Linked DNA regions of Anolis sagrei: regions 1 and 3 are each linked to region 2. Evidence: chromatin contacts called from public Hi-C data. All regions are on one chromosome and are shown on one strand. Each heading gives the region's core, a stretch centred on a gene start, on an enhancer-like site or on the middle of the called end of the contact. The rest is flanking DNA. Distances are from core to core; before and after follow the strand shown.

The links. Hi-C and Micro-C count contacts between places; a contact is called where the count stands out from the background.
Region 1: a contact with region 2 is called in a Hi-C map of mixed tissue, with 3 times the contacts expected there. The contact joins the promoter of DNPEP here to the promoter of GMPPA in region 2. A contact is called at or near these places in 2 of 2 Hi-C or Micro-C datasets (both in mixed tissue).
Region 3: a contact with region 2 is called in a Hi-C map of mixed tissue, with 10 times the contacts expected there. The contact joins the promoter of SPEG here to the promoter of GMPPA in region 2. A contact is called at or near these places in 2 of 2 Hi-C or Micro-C datasets (both in mixed tissue).

What each region holds. Positions count from the first base shown.
Region 1 is chr1:230,573,179-230,577,565 of rAnoSag1.mat, reverse strand. DNPEP (aspartyl aminopeptidase) reads left to right here and starts at 1,803. Exons shown (of 15, transcript XM_067460823.1): 1 at 1,803-1,976; 2 at 2,186-2,264. The coding sequence starts at 1,971.
Region 2 is chr1:230,806,384-230,811,242 of rAnoSag1.mat, reverse strand. It overlaps GMPPA (GDP-mannose pyrophosphorylase A), which reads right to left and starts at 1,345. Exons shown (of 12, transcript XM_060772867.2): 1 at 1,160-1,345. The coding sequence starts at 1,199. SPEGNB (SPEG neighbor) reads right to left here. Exons shown (of 5, transcript XM_060772881.2): 5 at 4,643-4,859.
Region 3 is chr1:230,632,939-230,637,799 of rAnoSag1.mat, reverse strand. SPEG (striated muscle enriched protein kinase) reads right to left here and starts at 2,215. Exons shown (of 41, transcript XM_067460842.1): 1 at 1,276-2,215. The coding sequence starts at 1,717.

The DNA of each region.
Region 1 (4,387 bases), core at 554-3,053, 230 kb after region 2:
TATTATTATTATTATTATTTGAAACACAAGATGAGTCCACAGCAGATACTCTGCTGGCTGTTGAATTGGATCACATGTCAGACACTTCCCATGCATTATCAGCGAATAATGCATGCAGATCCCAGTAAGGTGGCCTTCTGCAGCTGGCAGATGGTAATTTTGTCAGGGCTGATTGTGTTTAAGTGCAGGCCAAGGTCTTTAGGCACTGCACCCAGTGTGCTGATCACCACTAGGACCACCTTGACTGGCTTGTTCCATAGTCTTTGCAGTTTGATCTTTAAATCCTCATATCATGTCAGCTTTTCCAGTTGTTTCTCTGCAATCCTGCTGTCATCTGGGAATTGCGACATTGATGATCCATACTTTGTTTTTTAACACAATTGTTAGGTCAGGAGTATTATGCTCCAAAACTCTGTCTGAATCCGGAAGTCCCAGAGGAGTTTGGCGTGTTCATTCTCTGTAACTTTGTCCGTGTTGGGGTTCAGCCTCCGTGTGAACCTGACCCTCAGCCTCCATGTGAGCCTGACCCTCAGCCTCTGTGTGAACTTGAACCCGATTATTTGATTGTATTTCCTGATGCAACTGAACAGGCTACTGAACATGTATTTTTCCCTGATGGTTTGGAAACTGGTGATTCTGAGGGCAGTGGCTGGGAAAGTGAAACTACACAACCTGATGAGACTGTTTCTGAATCAAGCAGTGATAACTCTCCAGAGGAGCGAACACCTGCCTTTTTTAATGAGGATAGAAGAGTACAGATTTGGAAAAACAGGAGTGAATCACAGAGCTTGCGAAGGTCAAGTAGATTAAAGGAAAAGGAGGCTTCCAAGCCTGGAGGCGTGTCCTGAAACAGTTTCTTTAGTTTTAAGTGTCTCCCCCCGGGCTGTCTCGTTAGATCAAGCATAGTTTAGACTGAGGCATTACCTTGGCAGAGTTCCCGTTTCCCATGGCCTGCATTCCCAGAGGCTTCTAGTTTCCAAGTACGGTTAGTGAAATGCTAACAGGTTCCAGGTTTTCATAGTGTTGCTTTTGGAATTTTGATCTAGTTCAGAGATATTCCTGACTGCTGAGTTTTACTGTGGCATTTTGACTTTGCATTTTCCTCGATTTTGTAACCATTTTTCATCAATAAAAAAGGATTGTTTTTTCCCACAGTCAAGTGTGGTGGATTTAATCTTATGGTCTCGTTTCCTGATCTGGGTTGCAACAGTCTGGCTTGTGATACCACCCGTTCTTTGTCGCAGGCAGATGGCATTTGTGGCACAAGCTTCAATTGATCATCTGAGCAACAGTGTTATGCCTCTGCTTGTAGTCTGTCTGTGCGATCTTCTTGCAGCAGCTGAGGATGTGATCTATTGTTTCATCTGCTTCCTTGCAGTCAACACTTGGGATCTGTTGTCAACTTTTCAGTTCTGGCCTTGATGGCATTGGTTGGAATGGCTTGTTCTTGGGCTGCCAGAATCAGGCCCTCCGTCTCTTTTTTCAGAGTTCCATTCGTGAGCCGCAGCCATGTTTTTTCTTTGTCAATTATTTTATTATTATTTTATTATTATTATTATTATTATTATTATTATTATTAAACTCCCCTGTTGTGCTTGGGGGGTGTAAACGCACAGGTCAATGGGTGTGTTGCCTCCCAAGAGGGAGAGAAGACAAGGGGGACGAGTGCCAAAGGGGTGTGTACGCATGAGTGTGCCAAAGGAGTGTGTCCAAAGGGGGCGCCTTATGGGTGGAGGAGGAGGAGCAGGGCCTGTGTCCGGCGAAAGGACCGCCCTCCTTCCCCTCTCCTCCTCCTCCTCCTCCTCCGTCTCCTCCTCCTCTTTCTCTTTCTGGGCAGGAGAAAGGGCCTCCGCGGCCTTCCCCGTCCTCCTCCTCCTTCTTCTCCAGCTCCAAAGAGGAGGAGCCGCTTTCGGTTTATATTCCCAAACAGCGCTGCTTTGATCCCGGTGCGGGGCTCAGCACAGGAAGCCATGCAGGTAGAAAGCGAGGCGGAGGGCGTTCTCCTTCGGGAATGAATGCAGCTTGACCCCAATACTCTGGGATCCTGGGAGCGGGGCTTGGCAGGCGCTGGCTCCCAGGGTTCCATCGCACTCAGCCATAACAGGCAGTTCAAGCTGTGTCCCTCCTGCACCGCTTTGATCCGGCTCTCTTTCCTTCCTTCCTTCCTTCCTTCCTCCCTCCCCAGGCAGGCTCCAAGCAGGCGGTGCTGGCAGCGGCGCAGGAGCTGCTGAAGTTTGTGAACCGGAGTCCCTCCCCTTACCATGGTAAGAGTCTTCCCGCCCATCCACACAGGCCTAAAACCCAGAATAGCAAGGCAGATCATAGACTCCTAGAGTTGGAAGAGACCTCGTGGGCTATTCAGTCCAACCCCCTGCCAAGAAGCAGGAAAATCACATTCAAAGCTCCCCGGACAGATGGCCATCCACCCTCTGTTTCAAAGCTTCCAAAGAAGGAGCCTCCACCACACTCCGGGGCAGAGAGTTCCACTGCTGAACAGCTCTCACAGTCAGGAAGTTCTTCCTCATGTTCAGGGGGAATCTCCTTTCTTGTAGTTTGAAGTCATTTTTCTTTGTCTAGTCTCCCGGTGGCACAGTGGGTTAAAGCACCAAGCTGTTGAACTTGCTGACCGCAAGGTTGCAGATTCTAATCCAGGGTGCAACATGAGCTCCTGCTCTTAGCACCAGCTTCTGCCAACCTAACAGTTCAAAAACATGCAAATGCAAATAGATCAATAGGTAACGCTGCAGCGGGAAGGTTATTTATTTATTTACAGTATTTATATTCTGCCTTCCACCCTGCAGGGGGCTTAGGGCGGATTATAATGTACATATACATGGCAAACATTCAATGCCATAGACACACAACATATATAGACAGACACACAGAGGCAATTTAACATTCCAGCTTTTCTTGAGGGTATTTTGGCCACCAGAGGAGCCGTTCCTTCACCGACCGTTTGTGACACTGATGAAGTACTTCCTCATTCTTTGCATGCTTGCTGGAGATTTTTATGACCTCGTAAATTAGTTAAATTTGCCTCCCCGCATAAGCAATACCTACATTTCCTACTTGGCAGATGCAACGGTCTTTTGGGCTGCAAAGGTCAACAGCAGGCTACACATATTGGTCGGACCCTCACTGCGACCTGAGCTGGCTTTGAACTCATGACCTTTCAGTCAATGGTAATCTTAATTTAGCTGACTCACAGCCAGCTGCGCCACAGTTCCGGTGCTGGCCACATGACCTTGGAGGCGTCTATGGACAACGCTAGAAATGGAAATGAGCACAGCCCCCCAGAGTCAGACACGACTGGACTTAATATCAGGGGGAAACCTTTACCTACTAGTCTCCAGGGCAACAGAAAACAAGCTTGCTCCCTCCTCCCTATGACTTCCTCTCACGTATTTATACATGGCTATCCTGTCTCCTCTCAGCCTTCTCTTCTTCAGGCTAAACATGCCCAGCTCTTTAAGCTGCTCCTCATAGGGCTTGTTCTCCAGACCCTTGATCATTTTAGTCACCCTCCTCTGGACACATTCCAGCTTGTCGACATCTCCCTTCAATTGTGGTGCCAAGAATTGGACACAGTGTGATTCCAGGTGTGGTCTGACCAAGGCAGAATAGAATAGAGGGGTAGCATGACTTCCCTGGATCTAGACACTGGACTCTTATTCATGCACGCCAAAATCCCATTGGCTTTCTTTGCCACCACATTGTTGGCTCATGCTTAACTTGTTGTCCATGAGGACTCCCAAGATCTTTTTCACACGTATAATCCACAATATCTGCTTTGAACCGGGTTATCTGAGTCCACACTGCCATATAATCCAGTTCAGTGTGGATTCTATACAGCTGTGTGGAAGGAGTCTGAGACCACAACCCAGTTTTTTCAAAATGCAATTATCACAGGGACAGAAAGGGAGGTGAAATCTTCTGAACAGGGCACAAGACAGAAAAGGGGTGTTAGCCGTTTATTATATTATGTAAAGCAGTGGTTCTCAACCTGTGGGTCCCCAGATGTTTTGGCCTTCAACTCCCAGAAATCCAAACAGCTGGTAAACTGGCTGGGATTTCTGGGAGTTGTAGGCCAAAACACTGGGGGACCCACAGGTTGAGAATCACTGATCTAAAGCTAATATACTCTGTGTGTGTAGACATACATACAGGGGTGTTAACCCTTCCTTATATTATCCAAAGCTAATATTCAGTATGTGTGTGTATAGAGTTACACTTAAAATGTACCTGTACTGACTTACAAACAAATTCAACTTAAGAACAAACCTATAGATCAGACATGAGCAAACTTCAGCCCTCCAGGTGTTTTGGATTCCAATTACCACAATTCCTAACAGCTAGTAGGTTGTTAGGAATTGTGGGAGTTGAAGTC
Region 2 (4,859 bases), core at 96-2,595:
ATAATTGTTATGTTGTTTTACGCTGTTTTATGCTGTCTTAATTGTTATTGCTTTGCTTTTAATTGTATTCTGCCTTGGGCTTGGGCCCCATGTAAGCCGGACTTGGGAGATGGAGACGGGGTTGAAAAATAGAGTTCTTCTTCTTCTAATTGACTCCTGTATGTTTCTATCAGCCCTGTCCTTGCAACTGTTTTGCACAAGCCCCTGCCTCACTCCTTAGCTCAATATGTGGTCACTATATTAGGCTATTGGTCGTTGTTGATATTTATGTTTTTATGATGTTTGTATTTCTAATTTTACTGTGTTATATTTTAATCTCTGTTTTCCTGGACTTAATCCCCATGTAAGCCTTCCTGAGTCTCTTTGGCTTGACGGTGGGATACAAAAATAAAGTTATTATTATTATCATCATCATCATGGGAGTTGTAATTTGATGTGGCAGGGGTTAAACAACGTCATTGTGTTATTGTTAATGTTTATTGCTATTTTCTGTTTATGAGTTTATTTATTATTGTATTACTGTTGCTATGTTTTATTGTTGTATTGTGGGCTCGGCCTCATGTAAGCCGCACCGAGTCCCTTGGGGAGATAGTAGCGGGGTACAAATAAAGTTTAATAATAATAATACCGCAAATCCCACAATTCCATAGCATTGAGTTCAAGGAGTGTCTACAGTGTAGATTCACCCAAGGTTAAGAAGAAGCAGCAATATTCTAAAAATATATACTGTTAGGGAGTCACCGGTGGCGCAGCTGAACTTGTTGATCGAAAGGTCGCAGGTTCGAATCCTGGGAGTGGGGTGAGCTCCCGCTGTTAGCCCCAGCTTCTGCCAACCTAGCAGTTCAAAAACATGCAAATGTGAATAGATCAATAGGTACCACTTCTGCAGGAAGGGAATGGCACTCCATGCAGTCATGCCGGCCACATGACCTTGGAGGCGTCTACGGACAATGCCGGCTCTTCAGCTTAGAAATGGAGACGAGCACCAACCCCCAGAGTCGGACACGACTGGACTTAATGTCAGGGGGAAGGAAACCTTTACCTATACTGTTGATCCTGGACTGGTGGGGCAATGGCTTATGGGGCGGTTGAAGGGCAGGAGACTCCCTGGGACAGGTTTAGGAAGAGAAAAATTAGGAGGCGTGGAGGTGGGTCTTACCTTTCTGGGGTCCCCCGATGAGGATGACGGCTTTCAGCATCTCTGTTGTGAGCAAAGATGATGCGGGGAAAAGCAGCCACGAGAGAGCCCCCGATGTCCTCGCTCAGCTCCACTTGAATGGCGAGCCCTACTTCCGAACACGTGGAAACGCCACGTCACGCCAAAACGCCCGGGTCACGGGGCGGGACAGCGCCTCTCTTGGCCAAACCTCTCCTGGCCAATCCGAGGGGAAGTGCATCTATATTGCAGAATAAATGCAGCGTGGCCCCATTTTACCAGCCATGGCTCAATGCTATGGAATCTTATGTGTTTGGAGAGGCACCAGCCCTCTTTGGCACAGAAGGCTCCAAGTCCTTGTGAAACTACACCTCCCACGACCCCAGAGCATTGAGTCATGTCATTCAAAAGTGGTGGCGTTTCTCTCTGCTGCTGCTCCCTCTCTTCTGCGCCTCCTGCAACGTGGACCAGTCACAGAGGAGCCTCAATAGATCCCAGCAATGCCCAGGAAGGGAAAGTATTTATATCTCCTCCATAGCAGCCGGCTTTGCTGCGAGGGTGGGATCCTGCAATGCCGCCTAGAACCTCTAGGGGGAGGCATTGCCAAGGGAATGGAGGCAAAGTCCAGACTCCTCTCTAAAGGTGCTTCAGTATAGATTCAATGCAATTTGACACCCCTTTGAGTTTAGGGCTCACTGCTATGGAGTCATGGGAGTGGTAGTTTTGCCAGATCTTAATACTGGTGTTTCACTACACAACAAATCCCAGATTTCCACAAAATTGAGCCATGGCAATCAAAGAGGTGCCCAGCATGCACAATGGAGGACCTTCTTATAGTAACACCAGAGGCACTCCAAGTGGTCAGCTACTGGTCAAAGGACATTTAATCAACTACCAAGCTTGCAAACTTTGTGTTTTGTTTGTTTGTTTAAAAATGCAATACAACTGTTTGGCTTGCTCCTGACACGATAAATAAATAAATGTGTAACACGAGTTTTGTTCCTGGGTTATAAATGTCATTTCCTAATTGTTTCTATCATAAAACATTGAAAAGGTTTATTAAACTATAGCACGTTCTGCTATAGTTTTTTAATCTCATAGGTAAAGGTAAAGGTTTCCCCTGACATCTAGTCTGTTAGATTGTTTTGCAATCAAGCATGCATTTAGAAATAGCCTTTTCTCTCTAGTCACCATGTTCTGTTTCTGGAAGCTAACACTCTAGCATTCAAAGGTATTTCTTGACCGTCATAAAGTTGCATGCTGGGATATCAGGGAGAGATGGCCGCCACTGACTACATGTCAACTCTCAAGTATTACCCTGGAAATACTGTGACCGCAATAGTATATGCTCAGAGCCAACAACAAGAAGTTGTGGTTGCCAGACCCTGTCAACATCCTCTTAAATAACAAACAATCTCTGGTGACATTCTGTGCTGGTTATATAGACCTCAGATAAGGAGGAACATCTTCTAGAGAAAATAAGTCTACATGTTACATCTTTTTGAGATTATAAAGGAAAGCAAGTTCAGAAGAGCAGGAAGTTAGTATGTTTTTCCTGTGGGCTCTTCCTGATTACACTAAAAATACGAGAGCTCTCATGGTGTAGCTCAGGCATGGGCAAACTTTAGCCCTCCAGGTATTTTGGATTTCAACTCCCACAATTCTTAATAGCCTACCGGCCATTAGGAATTGTGGGAGTTGAAGTCCAAAACACCTGGAGGGCCCAAGTTTGCTTATGCCTGGTGTAGATCCTATGGTTTGACCTCTGAATGATTCCATTGTATTTTTTCAGGAGGAGGTTTTCTTTCCAATTTTTTCTTGTATTTGCACCAGAGGTTTTCTAAAGGTTTTTTTTTTTTTTTTTACCCCTAGCTGGGGCATGACTTAATGAGATAGTCCAATGGGTTGAAAAGCAAAATTCCTTCTTGTTTATTTAATGATAGTGGTACACCAAAGCACTGACAGTTCAGGCTCAGACTATTTGAAAAACTGCATCTCTGCATACAAACCAGCATGAGCTCAGCAGTCCATGTAGGAGGTCCTGCTCTCGGTCCCACCCCCGTCTCAGGTATGGCTGGAGGGAACAAGAAAAGAGGCCTTCTCCGTGGCTGCTCCCCGCCTCTGGAACTCGCTCCCCAAAGAACTAAAAATGGCCCCCTTTCTCCTCTCCTTTAAAAAACTTTTAAAGTCTCATCTGTGTAACCTAGAGGAGGAGGACTAGCATATCTTAAACTCATTCTTCCCCGGGCATAGGACACCTATCTCAGCCTGATGATGTAATGCATTATACTATGCTTTTAACGCATTGTGTTTAATTGGTTTGGCATCATGTGTTTATGATGTTTATTTAGTTTAAGCCTAGGTTCTGGTTGTTTATACATTTATTGAATATATTTATTATATATTTTGCCTTGAGTGCTGTTTATTTGTTTTTTGGCATTGAATGTTTGCCATTTTGTTTTTCTTGTGAACTGGCCTGAGTCTCTTTATAAATAAATATTATTATTATTATTATTATTATTATTATTATTATTAATAATAATAAGGGTGGTTTATAAATAAAGTATTATTATTTTAAGAAAAAAGATATTCAGAATGAAAAGAAACTGACATGGGAGTGTTGCAGCTAGCCTTGAGAATTGCTAGAAAATACAGTCAGTCTCCAAGTTATGAATAAGATAAGTTCTGGGGGTTTGTCCTTATTTATTTATTTACTATATTTATATCCCACCCTTCCCAACCCTATAGGGGACTCAAGGCGGCTTATAGCAGAGGCAAAATTCAATGCCTTAAACAATTCAACAATTAAATTGTTGAATTTGTTTGTAAGTTGGAACAGGTACATTTTCAAAGTGTAACTCCAGACTGCCTGTAGTACTGAATTATAATCTGGATGTATAAAACAAAATTTAGGAACAAGTCCTGCAGTCTCTTGAAACATTCATCCCACCTGGAGGAGTTCTCAGTATGTGTCTGTATGTATATATGTGTTTTATGTCACAAGGTACATGTCATCTTCCTTTAACCCAGAATAAGGAATCTGCAGCCCTTTGCATGTTGGACTGCAACTCCCATCAGCCCTAGCCAACACAATGGATGGGTGGAGTTGCAGTCCAACAACCTCTGAAGGACTCCTCCTTGCCCACTGCTGTCATAAATAATGGAAGCTTTGATCTCGGGGCTTTTCACACTAGGCCCTTATGATTCTACTTTAAGTCCCATGGCCTTAGCCTATGGGAACTAGGCATAAGTAGTGTGTTGTTATTATGGGCCCTCGAGACATTTCTCATTTAGGGCAACCCTAAAGTGACCCAATCACATAATTAGAATTTTTTATTCTACAGATTTTGGAACAGACTGCTTCTAAAATGATTTTGGAACAGACTGCTTCTAAGATGACTATTTTGACTGCAAAGCCCTGATGCCACATGCTTTTCATGCAAGACAGAGATGATATTTTGATTTATATGCAGCACACACAAGACCTTTGTATAATCAATTGGCTTTATTGAGTTTCATAAAGCAAGAAAACAGATTAGAAAGAGTCTGGAGGCTCCTGGCATGCTTTACTCACTCTGAGGTGTTGGGGATTTCAGCTCCCCGATTTACATACCCCAGACCAAAGTCTGGCCCTTGAGATGTTGTAAGACTGCAACTCCCATCAGGCCTATCCAGCACAGTCAGTTATGGGAAGTGATGGGAG
Region 3 (4,861 bases), core at 966-3,465, 170 kb after region 2:
CTCTTGTCAGATTTCAAAGGACTCTGATGACGGGTAGGGAGTGCCTAATTGCAAAATGGAATATTCCCACTACCAGGGTTTGAATCCTTTTGGCCAAATCCAAGGTTTATGAGGGAAGGCTGTGGCAATTCAATGATATTAGGGTGTCATTTTGGACATGTACATAGATACTATTCTTTGTGGTTAATTCACACCCTATCCATTGAAAACTGTACGCCGATTCAAAAAACAGGCCATAATTCTGGAATAATAAATATTCGGCTTCTAGTTGCCCATCCCACCATGGATGACCTCATCCCCATTCCAAGTTCTGGACAAACAAAAAAATCCCAGAACATGGTCATATAGCCCGAAAAGCCCACAGCAACCCAGTGATTCCAGCCATGAAAGCCTTCGACAATACAAAAATTCCCACATTTGTGGGGGACCAGTGTAGAGATGGAGAAAGTTACATTGGTCTGCAGATACCAGAATCTGTCACTTTGAATGGAATTCTGGGATTTATAGTCCAGAAAGAAACTTTCTTTACCTATACATGTAAACCAGCCTCCATTACAACCCACAGAAACCCCTGTTACGCCCCATCATGTTTTTACTCGCGACAAAGATGTGCTCAGTGACAGCAATTGGTTTCAGGACAAAAATCCAAGGGTTCAAGCTAGCTTCAGAACCAATAATTTGTAACTAGAAATCTTCAACTAATGCTGCATATGTTTGCTGACTGTTGTGAGAAATGAACTCGACACATTCAGAGGCATTTTGTCATTATTTTACCATTCTAAGGGCTACACACTGGTAGGACAAGGGGATCTCATCCGCAGCAGAATCTTGGATTTTATTTGATTCTGCCAAGTCCTAGGGTGCATCTTTACACTATACTATCAAAGCACTGTGATACCACTTTAACCGCCATGGTTCCCTCCTATGGAATCCTCAGTTTCTAATTTGGGGAGGAGCTTGGAAAGCTCTGGTGCTACAGTTCAGGGGAATGCATAAATTGAAGTTTCTCGTCAAACAACCCAGTATTCTATAGAACGGAGCCATGGCAGTTACAATGGGATCAAACTGCTATAACTATACAGTGCGGACAGACACTTAGACATAATTGGAATCTGAAGACTTAGGAAAGAACAGTGGTTATTGTTCCTATCCAAGGACTCCATTGGTAGTTTCTGGCATAGAGTTTGCTATACAAGAAATGCACATGCCCACAGAATATCTGCTCTGTCATGGCGCCTGCCCAATCCCCCCAACACACACACAATTTACCCATACCTTCCATGTCTGTGACTGTCACTGTGGCACTGCTGGCTGCCTCACCATGGCGGTTCTTGGCCACACACCTGTAGATCCCAGCATCATCCACTTTACTGTTGCAGATCCGAAGGCAGCCATATTCATCCTCATCCTCCTCTTCCTTGTCTTTCTCCTTGGTGGGGTCAATCAGTACATTCTCCTTGTACCAGCTCAGGTGTGGCCGGGGGTTCCCGATGACAACCACCTTCAGCAGGGCATCGTGGCCAATGCTCACCGCTACATCCTTCAGTTCCTGCAAGAACACTGGGGCCTCAGCAGGCCCTTCTTGTTCCGCTGTGACTTTGGCTCTCTTTGGAGGGATGGCCGGGCTTGGTGGGGCTCTCCCCAGGCCTCGTCCTCCTGTCCCCCCAGACTCTTCATTGGCCCGACTCCGGTTGCTTTCTCCCAGGTTTTTCTGCATGGCTTCTTGGGCACCAGAGAACTTAGGTTGCTCTCACACTCGTCTCCTGGATTCTTGCAGCCCTATTCCATCCGAGCCCCTCGCCTAGGACTCAGTGATCTTACCAGTCCCGTAGGGCCCAGCCAAGCCCCCAGCAGCCGTTCCCCTTGCTTGATGTTCACCCTCTGTGTGTGCGTGCGTGCGCATGACCCCCTGGCTGCTGGGTACCTGCCAGGGGGCATTGACGTGGCTCCAGGTGCCTGCCCACCCAAGCCGGACAAAGTCCCAGAAGGTCATTCCTCTGCCAGGCAGGAGACTATTTTTAGGCTGGTCTCAGGTTGCAGCCAGCCCATCCCAACACATCAAGGCAGGGAGTCAGACACTTTGCAGAGAGTTCAGCCTTCTCAGTTTGCCTCTCACCACCTGCTTCCCAAACCTGTAGCTCCAGAAATTTTTACTAATTCTTAATAGATCTTCAAACCACAGACTCCCCCCTCACAACCATGCTTTTGAGGGACCTCAGGGCAAATGAGCCCCACCCTCTGCGCAGTCTTCCCCTCTCCTCCTCCTCCTCCTCCTCTCAAGTACCAGCTGCTGTCTGATGTGTCACATTCCTTGAACCAAGCTGAGAAGAGCAGAGCGTATGACTGGAGTGACTTAGCTTCTCTAGTAAAGATAGACTTGGGCGGATGGTGCTTTCCATATAAGTGGTGGGCAGTGGGGGGTGGGGCTAAGGGCAGGGGGCAGCCCTCTGTCCGTCATTCCTTCACAAATCATGTTAGGAGCACAGTCTTGAAAAACAATTTGGGGGTACTACAGTTTCAAGAATCCGCTAGTACACTCACTGGCCATAGTAGCTGGGGATTTTAGGCACTGTAGCCAATAGCTATTTTTTTTCTAGCCTTGGACACTGGAGGTCCTTCCACATAGCCCTATATCCCAGAATATTAAGGCAGAAAATCCGACATTATCTGAGTGTGGACTCAGATATCCCAGTTCAAAGCAGATATTGTGGGATTTTCTGCCTCAATATTCTGTGCTATAGGGCTGTGTGGAAGGGCCCTTGGAAGAGTGTCTGGGGAGATGATGTGTCCTCTTTGAATGTGGACAAACCTAAGGATTCACAATATGACTGTTCAAGTCTTTGCGAAATTTTTAAAGTCGTTTTCCCTCCACTTTTAGATTTGTGCTTGGGTCATGTCATTTTTGTGTGTCAAGAGGACTCTTCAGAGGGGGCTGCAATGCCAGCAGGCTCCTTGGGTAACTTTGGGGGGGGGGTGAGGGGCTGGGGGCGGGCATTCCCAAAGAACCGAGATGGCTGTGGGGATTGACTCCTGGACTGTGAAGCCCTCACCTGGAAAGACCCAGACCGGAGCAAACTGGGAAACGTGTTGTCAAGGGCTTTCATGGCTGGAATCACTGAGTTGCTGTGAATTTTCTGGGCTGTATGGCCATGTTCCAGAAGCTTCTGGCACATGGCCATACAGCCCAGAAATCTCACAGCAATCCAAACTGGGAAATCCCGGTTTTCTCTGGATTTATTTGCGTTTACCTAAAGCATCATTTGGATGCCTCAGGTAAAAGTGAGACAAGTCCCACATTTGGGCCTGTCTGGAAGCCTCTTCTGCACTGCCATATAATCCAGATTATCAAAGCAGATTATCCACAGTATCTGCTTTGAACTGGATTTTATGAGTTTACACTGCCATATACTCAAAGCTCTTTATATGGTTTTTAATTTTGTTTTAAATGTTTTTAAGTGTATATTGTTAAGGCATTGAATGGCTGCCTGGTTGTAGGCCGCCTTGAGTCACCTTCGATTTTAAGAAAGGCGAGATAGAAATATCATAAATAAATAAATAAATAAATAAATATAATCCCATTCAAAACTGATAATCTGAATGGTGTATGGCAGTGTAGAAGAGGCCTTACAGGGTGTTTTTGAACCAAATGACTTCAAAAAATCTATATAAATGGATGCCACCCCATCCAGGAATACAATCAAAGAAAATGAACACAGGGGAAGTAAGGAGGGATATCATTTGGTATAGGTTGCAGGGAAATAGAAGCACAGACCCAGCTGGCTGAAGGATTTGGGGACATCTGCTAAGTCCAGAGAATGCAGGGCTCAGGTACATGAAGGATGTGAGTTGCACCCAAAGCACTGGCAGTAATCTTCAAATCCACCCAGGTTCTCACTATATGGTTTGCAACAAATGGCTCTTGCAAGTAGAGGCACCCTGTGCATATCATCAAAAGAATGAGAAAACCAACCTGGATTAGTTGATCCAAAACAGAAAACACCTAAAAGTAACAATAATACTTTAATAACGCTAAGCTTGCTTTGCAAGCCCATCTAAGATCTGCAAAGGAAGGAGGGGCGATGACAGGGGAATTTTTGAACTGTGCTGCCACCTTCTGGAGAAAGAGTGGCCTTTGGAGGAGAAATAACTTCAATTTATCCCACTGCAATAGATCCTTCTTAATTTCACTCCATGTCTTAGTGTAATTACTCTGAAATAGCATCCATTTCATATTTGCCATGATAATGCCTATAGATTTAACTAACCTCTCAATCTTAAAACCATTTCCATCCATTGTAATGAAGTAACCTAAGGGCAAAGGAGGAAAGTAAAACTGGCCCAATTTAAAAACGGCTGGAAAACTGGAATATCTGCCAAATGAGACCAGCTTTTGTGTGTATGTGTGTGTGTGTGTGTGTGTGTGTGTCAGGAGCAACTTGAGAAACTGCAAGTCGCTTCCGGTGTGAGAGAATTGGCCATCTGCAAGTACATTGCCCAGGGCACACCTGGATGTTTTGATGTTTTACCATCCTTGTGGGAGGCTTCTCACATGTCTCTGCATGGGGAGCTGAAGCTGACAGAGGGAGCTCATCTGCGCTCTCCCCGGATACAAACCTGCAACCTGTTGATCTTCAGTCTACTGCCAGAAGTGTTTAACCCATTGCACCCCGGGGGCCTCCATCAAACCAGTTGGGGAGCTCCTTCACCCACCTGTGGTGGACGAGATCTCTGACGACCCAGCAGCTTGGTGTTGCGATTTCGCACACCATTTTGCAGGCAAGGTTGCCCAGATACGTCTTGAGCTCGACTCCAATTTCATCGCAGTGCCAGAGGAGGTGACTGAGGCATCTGCTTGTCCAAT